Linked DNA regions of Mus musculus: region 1 is linked to region 2. Evidence: chromatin contacts called from public HiChIP or PLAC-seq data. All regions are on one chromosome and are shown on one strand. Each heading gives the region's core, a stretch centred on a gene start, on an enhancer-like site or on the middle of the called end of the contact. The rest is flanking DNA. Distances are from core to core; before and after follow the strand shown.

Region 1 (6,701 bases), core at 790-3,289, 240 kb before region 2:
CGGGGACTCTGTTCTCCAGGGCCTGTGGTGACCTTGGTCTGGCATGTCCTTGTCATGTGGAAGGCAGGACAAGGATTGGATAGAAGCAGGAACTATTGGTGGATCTCATGGGCTTTAATTTCTCCCTCCCACCCCCTGCTGCTTACCAGCAAACAGGACAAGCTACTTAGCATCTCTCTATTCGTTCTTCACATAGGAAATTGGGCAGAAAACAGTAAGGGCCTTTGGGAGGATCTAGTAAGCTAACACTTGTCTGTCCCCAGAACACTGCCTCGTGCATAGCGGCACACCGGTGTTTGCCACTATTATCGATATTGTTACCAGTATATTCGAGAAACACCTTTGTTGTGTTTTCAGTGTACAAAATGGCAACTCCATTGTGTACTAGAGTGACCAGGTTTACTGAGCAGGACTGCACATGGTAGCACTTGCACTTGGCTCTGTTTTGAGGATTCTGAAAGCGACCTCCTGTGGCTATACCTTGATCCCTGGCAGTGGGGAGATTCTGGGGCTGCAGAATGGCAGGGAAAGAGTTAACTCAGGGCTGCAGCCGCTGAACATGCAGTATAAACAGTATTTGGGAATGAGGTCACTTCTGTTTTGGGAACCTAAAGGCAAACACAGTTACATTTGTTCCTGTAATCATTGCCTTGTTTGAGACTGTTTATGTTTAGAAACTCGCGTTGGAATATTTATCAGTCGGGGCTCTGAAACCAACTCTGGCTACTTCAGCCAAAAAGGAACAAAAAGAGCCATGGGACTCTTCCTGGGGTTGAGGGAAGTGCATGGGCTGCAAGGGTGGCCTCAGACAGAGGTGGGATGCTTCTGAGGGCCTGAGGGGAGTCTTCCAGGACTCACTTCAAGAGGAAGCAGCAGCAACTATTTTGCTTCCTGATATTCTGTCACTGGAGACTGAGATTCCTGGAAGAGTCTGTTGGTTGGGTCTGTTCCTGTGCCCTGGCAGGAAGGCCCACCAAGAATGCAAGTGGTTGAAGAGGGTGGAGGAAGTAGGCTCTCCTGTCTTCTAGGCATTTTTTTTTTTTGCTTTTGTTTTTGTTTTCCTTTTGAGACTGGGTTTCTCTGTGTTGCCCTGACTGTCCTAGAACTCCCTTTGTAGACCAGGCTAGCCTCAAACTCACAGAGATCCACCTGCCTCTGCCTCCCAAATGCTGAGATCAAAGGTGTGTACCACAGCCGCCTGGCTTTTGGTCTGTGTTTTAAACAGTCATTCAAAGGCATGCTTGAGCCCCAGAACAAGCTTGATATTGTAGAAATGTGGGTAACTGTGAGTACAAGAAACCATAAGAATGACATGGAGGGGCAGATGCAGGTGCACATCGTGGATGGGGCTGGCTCTGGGTGTCTCCACTGTGTGCAAAGAAGTGTGTGAAAGCCGCTGTCACAATCCATGCTGCTACTATGGCAGAATATCTCAGACTAGAGGATTGATGAAGAAGAGAAGGTTGTTGTCTCATAGTTTGGGAGGCTGGGAGATCCAAACCTGAATGCCAGCAGGTTTGGTTGTGTCCTGGCTGCCTTTGCGTTCCATGGTGGGATCTTGTCAGTGTATCCCTGAGAGGAAGAAAACTGTGAGCTCACAGAGGCAGAAGGGCAACTGTGTGGACTGTGAAGTCTGCTTCAAGGTCTCAGTCACACTTCGAGGGAAAGCACCGTCACACCCTTTAAAGGCCCCAGCTCTGATACTACCCACTGGCCACCACATTTCAGTGCCTTAATTTTGAAGCCTGAATTCAAACCATAGCTCTGGTCTCAGTGTTCCTTAAACAGGGGTTGGTTTCTCTGAGACTTCTCAATGAGAGCTTTAAATACTTTGAGGTTTCAATGGAATACCTTTTTAAAAGGTCCATTTATTCTGGATGTCCCTTAATACAACACATGCTTATGTCCCCTCCCACTCATCCTGCTTGTAGGAGCCGGGGGGCTAAGTAGGAATTCATTTCCAGTCATGATCTAATGAGAGAGATCCAGAAGCAGGCTAAATACAACAGTGCACTTGTGTGGTGTGCATGCCAGATGACATAAGAGTGCTGTTTCAGTTGGAGAAGAGAATTTGGAAGCAGGTCTTCCCCTGGCACACATAGTATACTCACTTTGGGCCTCAACAGTCAATGCCTTATGCAAGCTGAGAACAGCAATTTAGATTCAATGAAACAATAGAATCGTTTGCGTGCTGCTAATGTTGTTTTGAATTTTATTAGCTTTAAAGTTTTGAATTTAATTTGTACCACTGTTCTTAGAGTGCTGAGAAGGCAAACAAGGCTTACATAAGTCATTTTGTATTTCTGTGTGGTTAGCTGAATTAAAATAAAATACCTTTGGTCATCTCTGGAGGTCCTTGGGGTCCTTTCTTTCTTAAGTGGGGAGTATTTTATTCAAGGTTTGGAGGTGCTGCACCATGGGAGATATGCCCCAGAGCCACCTCTTCACAGAAGAGTCGCCTTTTCCAGCTCTGGCCTACTGAGCCAGCCATAGGACTTGCTGTGGCCGGTAGGGTATTATGAGACATGGAAGTAGGCTTGAGAGGAGCTTGTGGCTTCTCACCAAGTACTCCTTTTCTGTGAAGAAATATGCTGCTTCTAGCACTATAGATAACGGGAAGCTACCTGCATCCAGCTGATCCCAGTCAAGACTAGCTAAACTCTGGCCAACCAACAGTGGGTGGTCAGAAGAGGATGCCTGTGTTTGTTTACTGCGAAGCATTGTTGGTCGAGAGCTGAGCTATACAGTCTAGGACACTGGTCAGGTAGCTACGCACCCTGGTGTGTGCATCTAGTTACTGTTCTAGTTGCTACAGCCAAAATGTGTGGTAGAAGCAACTTCAGGGAAGAAGAATATGGTTTGGCTCATGGTTTCAGGGGGTCATCAACCCACCAAGGTCTGAAAGGCTTGGTGGGTCTTGGTCCCTGGGTGATGGGCAGCTACAGTGGGTGCTCTTCCCATCTTCATGGACTCAGAAGTAGAGATGAGACTAGAAATAGAGCTGGTCTGTAGCACTCCAAGGTCCACCCTTGTCAACCTACCTCAATCAGCCAGATCCCATCCCCTAAAGGTCTCATAGCCTCCCCAAACACTAGGACCTGCCAGGGGCTCATACCAGGAAGCTAAGTGTTCCACCACTAAGCTAGATCCCTAGTCTATAAACAATGGGCTTCACTGAGTACACTGATGGGGCAATCATAGCCATAGTCATTAGGACCACATCAGGGAAAAAGACAGATGAAGTCTCAGAAGGTCAATAATTTTTGTTTCATTATATCCGTTCATTATAGAAATCCATCCCTCCCCCTCTTTTCTTTTATTGATTTTTTTTTGAGACAGGATTTCTATGTGTACCAGTCCTGGCTGTCCTGGAACTTGCTTTGTAAACTAGGCTGTCCGTGAACTCACAGAAATTCCCCTGCCTCTCAAGCACTGGGTGTGAACCACCATGCCCAGCTAATTTTTCTCTTTTCACAAATCACTTCCACTCTGACACGTTTGAAGAGCAGCAATGTTACCAGGGAGATGTGAGCCTACTTATATGTAGGTTTACACTGAGCAGAAGAGTCAGAAAATAACAGGGCTATGTTTTTCCCATCGCCACTGAGACCATCGTCAGTCAGCCTTTTGTTCCTTTTGACTCGTGGATAGAAATGTCTAGGAGGAATGTAAAAATAGAAGATAAAATGAAAATATCATTTGGTCTACCAATTTCATTCTTGGCTGATTTTGCTTCATACAAAGTTTTGACTGGGTTCCGTAGTTAAAAATAACTTCCCTGTGTACGTGAAACTTCTCTTGGGTAAGTGGCTGTGTATCTGCTTATGTTTATGCATGCCTGGAAATTCTGCCGACTACGGAGGTCTGCAGCAGCTGATGTGGAATGAAAACAGTCCTGGGAAGAGAATTTGAATGAAGTGTTGAATACATTTAAAATTATTATTCAAATGACTGCAAAAGTTCAGTTTCATAAAGTCAGAACAACTGGAGACCTGGACCAACACTTCCTATTTCTCGTTTTCCAAGGAGCCGTGACATAGCTGACATGCCCAGCTCTCAGCAGCCATAATGTTGCAAGTCCCATTTTGGATTTCACTGGAAAGGGAGATGCCAGTGTCTCTCTGCTGGTGTTGGGAGGGTAGTCACTGGCAAGAGGCAACTGCAAACACAGTAGATGACACTTTGACAGGCAGTGGAACTTTCTTGCCTGTATGACCAGCTTTCTGTGTGTGTAGGCCACAGTGTGGGTGGCCTCAGACTGGTGGAGAGTCTGTACACCTGGGCCTGTGGCTCTCTGTCCTCCTGGGAGGGACGATGGCAGGGGTGTTTGTGTCTCCCAGTGAGGACCCTGTCATGAACCCCTTGTCCACTCTGCAGATCTGACCTACTATTATCATTCACATGAGAGTCCGTTTCCTCAGGGCCTCTGTGTCTCACCCACCTTCCATCTCAGAGAGAGGGACTGTGTGTCTCGGGATGGTTTAGGTAGAATTTTTGGATCGTACCAGGTTTGCAAGACTAGGGATATGGAAAAATAGGGGGGATGTGAGCATGGCAGAGGTGACAGGAGGTGAACAGTGTGTCTCTCATCCATGGAAAGGCACAACGGAGCTTCTTTCTACCACAAGTGCCCTAATGTGAAGGGTGGAAATGAGGCCAATCAGTGCTGATTTGCTTCCAGATGGGATGATGCAGCCAAGGCCTGAAACAGATTTTGGAAACAATTCAGTCAGCTGTAATGTGAACCCAAAGACATGCTCTCAAGGCTGCTGGGTTTTCCACACTTGTCTGGCAGCCTAGTGCTTCTCAGGCCCAGCTGCTGCTGCTGCTGCTCTGTCTTATCACCAAGCTCTGGGGTTCAGACAAGGGAGAGAGAGGTGTTGCAACAATTCCTGGGAAAAGGACCGTGCACTGGGGCAGCTGAGGAGGTGCTGAGCTCTATTAGAAAGGCTCTGTGCTTAGGGAAGAGAGGAAGGGGTTGTTTTTCCCTCATTCACAGTGGGCTGGGGTGATGCTGGCCAGTACCTGGGCTTGGAAGTGAAGTCTGCATAGTCTTCCAGAGAAGCCAGAGGTGGTCAGAACCTGAGAGCACATAAGCCAGGCCTACAACAGTGGCTGTCAGGCTTCTTAGGACCACGTTTGCTTATCCATCGCACACCTGCCTCCCCTGGGATCCTCGGGGCTAGGCCGTCCAAACAAGCCCCATGCACAAAGTTGGAGGACCACAGCACTATAAATAGCTAGAATGCTCAAGGGATGACAAATATGTCACCCAATCTGAGGGTGGAAGGTCACCCAGGTCTTGTCATGGAGAAAAGGGCTTTCCCCTTCTGCCTAACAGTTAGTGGGTATGGGGTTTTGATAGTTGTAGTTGTTGTAGTTAAACATGCACTCATGCATTCACTTTCATGACCATGGAATGTCTGATATGTGATAAAACATGAACTAAGGGAAAAGGTATGGTCTTGGCTGCCAAGGATAGGGTATTATGGGAAGATGGTGGGGTCTGTTTACAACTGTCACTATGCCCACTTAAGGTAGCTGCACAGAGACCTGGAAGCACATGTTTTAGAGTGACTATGTAACCTGACTGGAACACAGCTTCAGCTAAGCGTTCATGGAGTGACTGTAGCCAAGGAACATGTGGGCGGGGGAGCATTTACAGTTAGTCATGGTGAGGAAGAACACTCCAAGTGGAAGAAATACAAACAGGACTGTGTTTGTCCTGAGAAATTACCACAGACTTGATATCTGAAATACAAGAAACTGACTTATTATTCTGTAGATCTGAAGGCTGCCATGGGTCTCACTGGGCTAAAATCAAGGTATTGGCAGGGTTCATTCATGCCTTTCTGAAACGATCTAAGGAATTATGTATTCGTATACCTTTGCTAGCTAAGAGGGGTGCCCGCATTTCAAAGACAGAATCTTCACATCACCGCTTGCCTGCATTTCTAGACTCATGAAACATATGAAGTTGTTAACCTTAATCATGCCCCTTTCCTGGTGGTATAACAATTCAGTTTTCTGAGGAGAGAAACAAGAACATCTTTGAGGCCGTTATTCTGCCCACCATAAGGGCATCATGGGTGTCTGAGCAGGTGGAGAACGCAGGGCAGATATGTTATGGCTGGAGGGAATGAGGGCATTCTGTTTAGGGACAGAGTGTGTATGTAGCCGTGTGGGCCATTGAATTCTTATGTTTTTAAAAACCACAACAACAATAACAACAAACCAGATGAAACAAGAAAGGACACTTTTGGGATTGGAGGGATGGATCAGTGGTTAACGCATCGGCTGCTCTTCCAGAGGACCTGAGCTTGGCTCCCAGCAGCCACATCAGGGAGCTCACAACTGCCTGCAATTCCACCTCCAGTGATTCAGCTTCTTCTCCTGGTGTCCAGGGGCTTCCCTAAACACATGCACATACATGTACATGCACAACCCCCCCACTCATGTATGCATATTCACATGCATATACACACATGCACATGCACACACATATACATAAATAATCTTTAAAAGAATAAATATGAATAAATACTAATCTTATAATAAATAATACATCTTTTTAAAAATTACAAAGCAAATATATTATAATCACATGACCTGGGTGTCAGTACATCCAGGCTAAGCAGGAGCCTCTGTTGTGTGGGACTGCGTCTTGCTCACCTCACTTGTCATTGAATCATTTTGTCTGT
Region 2 (7,321 bases), core at 4,010-6,509:
TGGTCAGACCTTCTGTGGAGATGATATAGGCACAGCCTTGAGCCTGGAGAGGTCGCTCAATAGTCAAGAGCACTTGGATTCAGTTCCTACAGCTCCATGGTAGGCTTACACCAATCTGTAACTCCAGTTCCGGAAGATGTGGCTCTAACTTCTGGTCTCTGCTGGCACCAGGAACACACATGATGCACAGACATACATGTAGAAACACACTCATCCAAATAAAATATAAGTAAGTAAGTAAATAAATAAATAAATCTTCCAACAGTATTAAATGAGACAACAAACAAGCAAACAAAACCCACATGGTATCGACCTTGCTTTTGTCTCTTGCTTGCTGTTTAGTACAACCTCTGACCTGAGATAATAAAAAAAAAAAAAACCCTGCTAAAGGCATCTATGTAGGGGAATCTTAATCCAGCAATGTGGCTGCTCTGGCAAGAGATCACATCCAAAGACCTTCTAGGTCTGTGTGATCCAGCTGGAATACAGACATGCCCTTAGTAGACACATTTAATCCCTCTGGCTGGAATACAGATCCGCCCTTAGTACACACCTTTAATCACAAACAATGATAGTGACGTTAGTTTGTAGAAGAAAACCACCATATTTGAAAGTGATGTCTAATTGAGAGACAGACAACGTGATGGATTAGAGACAGATTTGACAGAATGGGTCAGAGATAGACTACGCTCAACTCTCACAGTAGTAGTCAGGAAGGAAAGGCAATTGAAGAGCACAGCACACACACACACAGAGAGAGAGAGAGAGAGAGAGAGAGAGAGAGAGAGAGAGAGAGAGAGAGAAGGCATTTTTACCAGGGACAGTTTTACAAAGCCAGGTTGCAGGTGAAGCCAGAAGGAGGCAGAGAATGAGAAGGACTCAGAAGATTAGAACAAAATTGTTGGAGTTAGTTTGAGGCCAAGCAGAGCAATTTGGTGAGAAGCCAGTTTGAATCAGACAACTTAGAGAGGGGTTTGAGCCAGAACAGCTGAGTCAAACTAGCCAGCTAGCATTCAGAAAGAGCTAGAAAGAGTGAGCTTACCCAGCAGTAAGTCTCAGAGGCTGAAACATTCTAGATCTAGGTGAGCATGTGGAAGCTGAAGTTTGCAAGGTCCAGGCTTATAGAAGACTAGATTAGACAGAGGTTAGAAGCTTCCAGGCCTGGGCCTACAGATAGTCAAAAACACTCTGGGCTCAGCCCAAGCCAGGCATTTTTTTTTTTTTAAAGCCTGGGTGTGGTTCTCATGTCATCCCATCATCTGAGGAAATAAAAGAAACATTTATGCATCTCTGCAGCCCTTTGTCCCAAGGAGGCCTCCTAAAGACACTCAACAGCTCTTGTAGAGTGGTTCTGCTCCCAGGTGGAAGGATGACCACCCTCTGCCATTGCACTGAAACCCCATTGCACCCTCTTAGACTCCCCTTGAGACATTTCCTCTCCCCCTCTCCCCACTAGCTCCTTCAGGCAGGACTCCTCTTCATTGCCATAGCATGATGGAGCCATGTCCCTGTTCTGCAGCTGCTATAACAAACCACTGGGGATTCATGAATTCAGGGAGCACCAATGTTTATACCCCAGGTCTACAGATCAGAGGTCCTGAAACAGGTCTCACTGGACTAAACTCAACATCGAGCTTTGTTGCTGTAGACTCTAATGGATGATCTATTGCCTATAGCTGTCCAGACTCTACGGGCCACCCTCGTTTTGCTTCCTGACCCCTTCCTTCATCCATTTTCAAAGATGGAAACATTTGGCAAGACTAGGTGGTCTGAAGGATTCCTATTTTAAAAGTCAGCTTTTGGGTGTCCTGAATTCCTCTCTTTTTATTGGATATTTTCTTTATTTACATTTCAAATGTTATCCCCTTTCCTGGTTTCCCCTCCAAAATACACCCTCCCCCCATCCCCTCCCCCATCCCCCTGCTCACCAACCTACCTACTTCTGCTTCCTGGTCCTGGCATTCCCCTACACTGGGGCATAGAGCCTTCATAGGACAAAGGGCCTCTCCTCCCATTGATGACCGACTAGGCCATCCTTTGCTGCATATGCAGCTGGAGCCATGAGTTTCACCATGTGTGCTCTATGGTTGATGGTTTAGTCCTTGGGAGCTCTGGGGGTACTGGTTAGTTCATATTGTTGTTCCTCCTATGGGGCTGCAAACCCCTTCAGTTACTTGGGTACTTTCTCTAGCTCCTTCATTGGGGATCCTGTGCTCAGGCCAATGGATGGCTGTAAGCATCCACTTCTGTATTTGTCAGGCACTGGCAGAGCCTCTCAGGAGAGAGCTATATCAGGCTTCTGTCAGCAAGCACTTGTTAGCATCTGCAATAATGTCTGAGTTTGGTGATTGTATATGGGATGGATCCCCAGGTCTGGATGGTCATTCTCTCAGTCTCTGATCCTCACTTTGTCTCTGTAACTCCTTGAATTCCTCTTTTCTGTGAAAAATGTCTTCATAAATTCCATAGATAAGGGTGGGAGGAGAGGAATATCCATCTAGCACATTCACAAACAGAGTAACTTAAATCAGTTGCTGAGTGATCTAGAGAATATTGATGTCCACATCCTTTGGACAGACAACTTTTTGAGAAAATACAATAAAACAGGTTTTTTTTCCTAAAATTAACATTTTATAGATATCAGAAGATATAAGCTTTGATTGTCCTGATTATTTTTGCTACATCAAGACTTTTTTTTTTAATATTTAAAACTGTTTATATTTGTGTATGGGTGTTCTGGCTGTATGTATGTCTGTGTACCAAGTGAGTGCTGTGCCCACAGAATCAGAAGAGGGTGCAGCTTCCTTGCGACTGGAGTTGCAGGCGGTTAGACACCATGTGGGTGCTGGGAATCAAGCCCAGGCTCTCTAGAAGAGCAGACAGTGTTCCTAACTTCCTAACCATTGACCACCACTACAGCTGCCTTACTGGGATTTCTAAACACTGGTAAGAGTCACATTAGTTGCAATGTTAGGACACTTGTTTTATATATGTCTGTGCAAACATCATTATAGAAACATCTTTGAAAAACTAGGTGTCAGTAGTTCTTTGAACATGGTGCTTATTATTATTATTATTTCTTTAGATTTTTATGTGTATGAACATTTTGTCAGTATGTATGTCTGTACCACATGCATGCTTGGTGCCCACAGAGGTCAGAGAGGGTGTTGAATCCCCCAGAATAATTGTGAGCTGCCATGTGGGTGCTAAAAACTGAATCAGAGTCCTCTGTAAGAACAGCCAGTTTGCTAAAAACATTAAACTCAAGAGAATGAAGACCAAAGTGTGGACACTTTGCCCCTTCTTAGAATAGGAAACAAAACACCCATGGAAGGAGTTACAGAGACAAAATTTGGAGCTGTGACGAAAGGATGGACCATCTAGTGATTGCCATATCCAGAGATCCATCCCATGATCAGCTTCCAAACGCTGACACCATTGCATACACTAGCAAGATTTTGCTGAAAGGACCCAGATATAGCTGTCTCTTGTGATACTATGCCAGGGCCTAGCAAACACAGAAGTGGATGCTCACAGTCAGCTATTGAATGGACCACAGGGCCCCCAATGGAGGAACTAGAGAAAGCACCCAAGGAACTAAAGGGAACTGCAACCCTATAGGTGGAACAACAATATGAACTAACCAGTACCCCGGAGCTCTTGTCTCTAGCTGCATATGTATCAAAAGATGGCCTAGTCGGCCATCACTGCAAAGAGAGGCCCATTGGACTTGCAAACTTTATATGCCCCAGTACAGGGGAATGCCAGGGCCAAAAAGGGGGAGTGGGTGGGTAGGGGAGGGGGGGTATGGGGGACTTTTGGTATAGCATTGGAAATGTAAATGAGCTAAATACCTAATAAAAAATGGAAAAAAAAAAAAGAACAGCCAGTGCTTTAAACCACTGAACCATCTCTTTATCTCCCTGTGTATTGCTTTTTTAATGGATGCCTTCCTTAGAAGAAAAGCTAATATCAGCAAGCCAATATATTTCTGTTCTATTTTCTCTTTCTCTCGTCTAATAGCTAAGTATGATGTTGTGCTGCAGTTTTAGGTGTCATCAAGTGTATGAAGTAGAAATGCAGGCTTTAAAAATATAAGCCACAAAGCATGAGGCACTATGAGGTGCTAGGCATAGCATTGGTTTAGCCGTTCACTATGTCTATGCCTTCCTACTGCTTTCTGTCCTCCATTATTTCTGTTGGAAGATCAGTTGTTATTCTTGTTCCCATGGATGTGATGAGCAAGTTTTCTTTTACTATATGTATGTGTATGCACATATGTATATCCATGTTCTCATGTGTGTAGGTGTACATATAGTCTCATTGCAATGTCTATGGTATGCATGCATATTTATGCGTGTTCTCATGTCTCATGCATATGGCCTCCTGTGTGCGTGTGTGTGTGTGTGTGTGTGTGTGTGTGTGTGTGTGTACATGCACAAGTGTATGGAGGACAGAGATTGACACTAGATGCCTTTTTCAAACATTCTCCACCTTATGTGCTAAAGTCTGCTAGTCTAGCTGGCCACCTTGCCATGGGGATCCTCTGTCCTATGTGCTGAGATTAGAGTGAGCTACACCACCTGCCTCGATTTTCTGTGGGTTCTGAATTGCAGTCCTCAGAGTTCTTAGCAACTGGCTTACCTACAGGAGTACCTGCCCTCCCCTGCTGCTTCCTATACTCTCTTTTGTCTCTGAGCACTTTTTTTTCCCCTATAATATAGATGACTAAGGAACCTTCTGTGCCTAGCCCAGTTGGACTTGACTGAGTGTATTGGATGCTTAGGGTGTGGCTTTTCTTTCATTTGGAAAAGTGGTGTGTGTGGTGTGGTGTGGTGTGTGTTTGTGTGTGTGTGTGTGTGTGTGTGTGTGTGGTGTGTGGTGTGTGGTGTGTGGTGTGTGTGTGTGGTGTGGTGTGTGTGTGTGTGTGTGTGTGTGTGTGTGTGTGTGTGTGTGTGTGTGGTGTGTCTGTGTGTGTGTGTGTGTGTGTGTGTGTGTGTGTGTGTGTGTGCCTGCTTTGGTCATGATGGTGCCCCACATTGTCCTGTGTGTTGCATCCTCTCTGCTAATCCACCTTCAACCTCACAGGTTCTTTTTTTCTACCATTCATTTTCTAGACTGACGTTTTACTCCAGCATTTCTGGGAACTCCCTGGCATTTCCATTTTGTTCTTTCACACAACTTCTGCCTCTATTTGGTGTTTTCTATTTGATGAAACACTGCCACAGTGGTTTCTTTCATCTCATAAACCATGGCTTCCTTTTGCTCTCTTAGCATCTTTATAATGGCTGCTGTGAAGTCTGTTACATACAATACTGCATCTCTCAGAAGCAGCTATTTTGTCTACATTATAGCCTGTCTGTCTGTCAGTCTCTCTATCATCTACGTAATCTGTCTGTCTGTCTCTCTCTTTGTCTGTCTGTCTGTTACATGCTTCTTTGTTTTATGACTTTTTATGAAAAGCTGCCCCTTTAAGGCAATATAAATGTGGAGGTTTGGGACACCAGTTTCCTCTGTTATCATTGCTTTTTTTCAGTTGCTTAAATAGTTTTCTTTGTTGATTCAGGATCTCAGTATGTAGTTTAGGGTGGCAACTAGGCAACTCTGGCTGACTTCATAATCATGATCCTCCTGCCTCAGCCTTTTAAGTCTTTGCATTATGGCTGTTTTAATAGGCCTGCTCTCCTGTACTGTGAACTCTGTTTTCAAAGGACAAAGCCGCTTTTGACAATCTCAATTCAATCCCTGGATCCCAAAAACTCATGATGGGAGAGAGAACTGACTGCTGAAAGTTGTCCTCTGACTTCACATACATGCTGTGCGTGTGCACACACATACACATATAATACTGATGATGATGAATAGTAATAATACATTTTAAATAATTTCTTTAGTAAAAGAGAAAAGGAAGAAGCCCCTAATTGCATGGCTACATGCACAAGGGATTGAACCTCAGAGCTGGAGAGCTACTGGTCATCTGCTGCTCCCAGGCAGAGGCTGAGTCCCTTGATTTAAAATTGAAGACAAAAAAGATGCTCTGCCTTCCCAGAAAGCAGAGACCATCACACTGACCTACCTGTACACGGGAAAGAGAGAGGACAGGAGAGGACAGGAGAGGGGGAGGACAGGAGAGGGGGAGGACAGGAGAGGGGGAGGACAGGAGAGGGGGGAGGACAGGAGAGGGGGAGGACAGGAGAGGGGGGGCACTCACACTAGTGCTGTGAAACCTCGGTGCTTTTTCACAGTTCTACATTTTCTTGAATAAATATTTCTTCATTGTTGGATGCCCTTATGATGGTGATATTCATTTTTCTTGCCTACTCTGTTTTACTCCTGTTATTTTTTGTTAGGGTTCAAAGAATCATTTTACTGGGACATGTTCTTATATGCCATATATACATATACATGTACATATAGTTATAGTTGCATCTTAATCTCCTCCCACTGTTCCCTGTTCTCCTACATCTCCTTTCCCTCCCTTCCCATCTGCTGCCATGAGGTCGTATACATATATACATAATATATGTGGATACAGGGTCTGGAGAGATAGCTCGGTTTAAGAACACTTGCACTTCTTGCAGAGGTTCCAGATTCAGTTCCCAACATGGACACAGTGCCTCAGTCAATTGTACCTACAGCTTCAGGGGTTCTGACACCTTCTACAAGCACTGGTACACACATGCACACACATGCACGCAAGCTCGCACACATACAGATACAATAAATCCTTAAATATTTAAGTGTATGTGTTTGTAGTATGATTTTTAAGGAGGTTTTAAAGTCAAACATACTTGTTTTTCGGGGGAATATGTCTATAAGGCTTTTTATTCAGTCTAAGGTACCCATCTGCAAATGGTGCTACCTACCTACAAGGCAGGTCTGCCCTCTTCAGGAAATGCCCTCACACTTGCAAGTGTGTCCCCCAGGTGACCCCAAGCCTAGACAAGGTGACAATAAAGAAAATCTCTCACAACTAGTGACATTAGAAGTCTCTCTACGCCTAGTTTGTGTTTTGATAACACTTATTTGCATGCCTTTTGCCCCTTTCTAGCTGGATTGTTTAGTATTGGACCTGGGGCTTCACCCGTGGCCTCGGTATGTGTCAGGTTTCCTTCCAGTCTGCACCTGGGCATTGTATCGTCTTAGCAGGTCCTCGTGCAATGTGTTGCCCTCTTCCTTGGTAAGTTGTTCTTTAGTGTTGGAACTCAGTTCACTTACACGTAGACCTCCCAAGTTTTCCTTAAGTTTCTTTTCCAAGCTGTGCAGCTTCATGTGAATTTGTGTGTAAGGTGAGGGGTTCGGTCTCAGGGTCTTTCTCCCC

The links. HiChIP or PLAC-seq counts read pairs in DNA pulled down with a chosen protein or histone mark.
Region 1: a contact with region 2 is called in an H3K27ac HiChIP or PLAC-seq map of oligodendrocyte precursor cells, with 4 times the contacts expected there. The contact joins two enhancer-like sites. A contact is called at or near these places in 2 of 484 Hi-C or Micro-C datasets (both in embryonic stem cells), 1 of 115 datasets of contacts at active chromatin or transcription factors (oligodendrocyte precursor cells) and 1 of 9 other capture datasets (pancreatic islet).

The regions. Positions count from the first base shown.
Region 1 is chr15:37,718,364-37,725,064 of GRCm38.p6, reverse strand. It overlaps a transcript of Ncald not described here. Among named protein-coding and RNA genes, the nearest start is that of Gm15942, 21 kb to the right of the region's middle. Within about 2 kb of position 2,039, at least 18 of the 459 cell types and tissues checked have an H3K27ac peak or open chromatin away from gene starts, as enhancers often do. A contact at or near this core is called in oligodendrocyte precursor cells, where this site is marked.
Region 2 is chr15:37,480,534-37,487,854 of GRCm38.p6, reverse strand. It overlaps a transcript of Ncald not described here. Among named protein-coding and RNA genes, the nearest start is that of Ncald, 25 kb to the right of the region's middle. Within about 2 kb of position 5,259, at least 5 of the 459 cell types and tissues checked have an H3K27ac peak or open chromatin away from gene starts, as enhancers often do. A contact at or near this core is called in oligodendrocyte precursor cells, where this site is marked.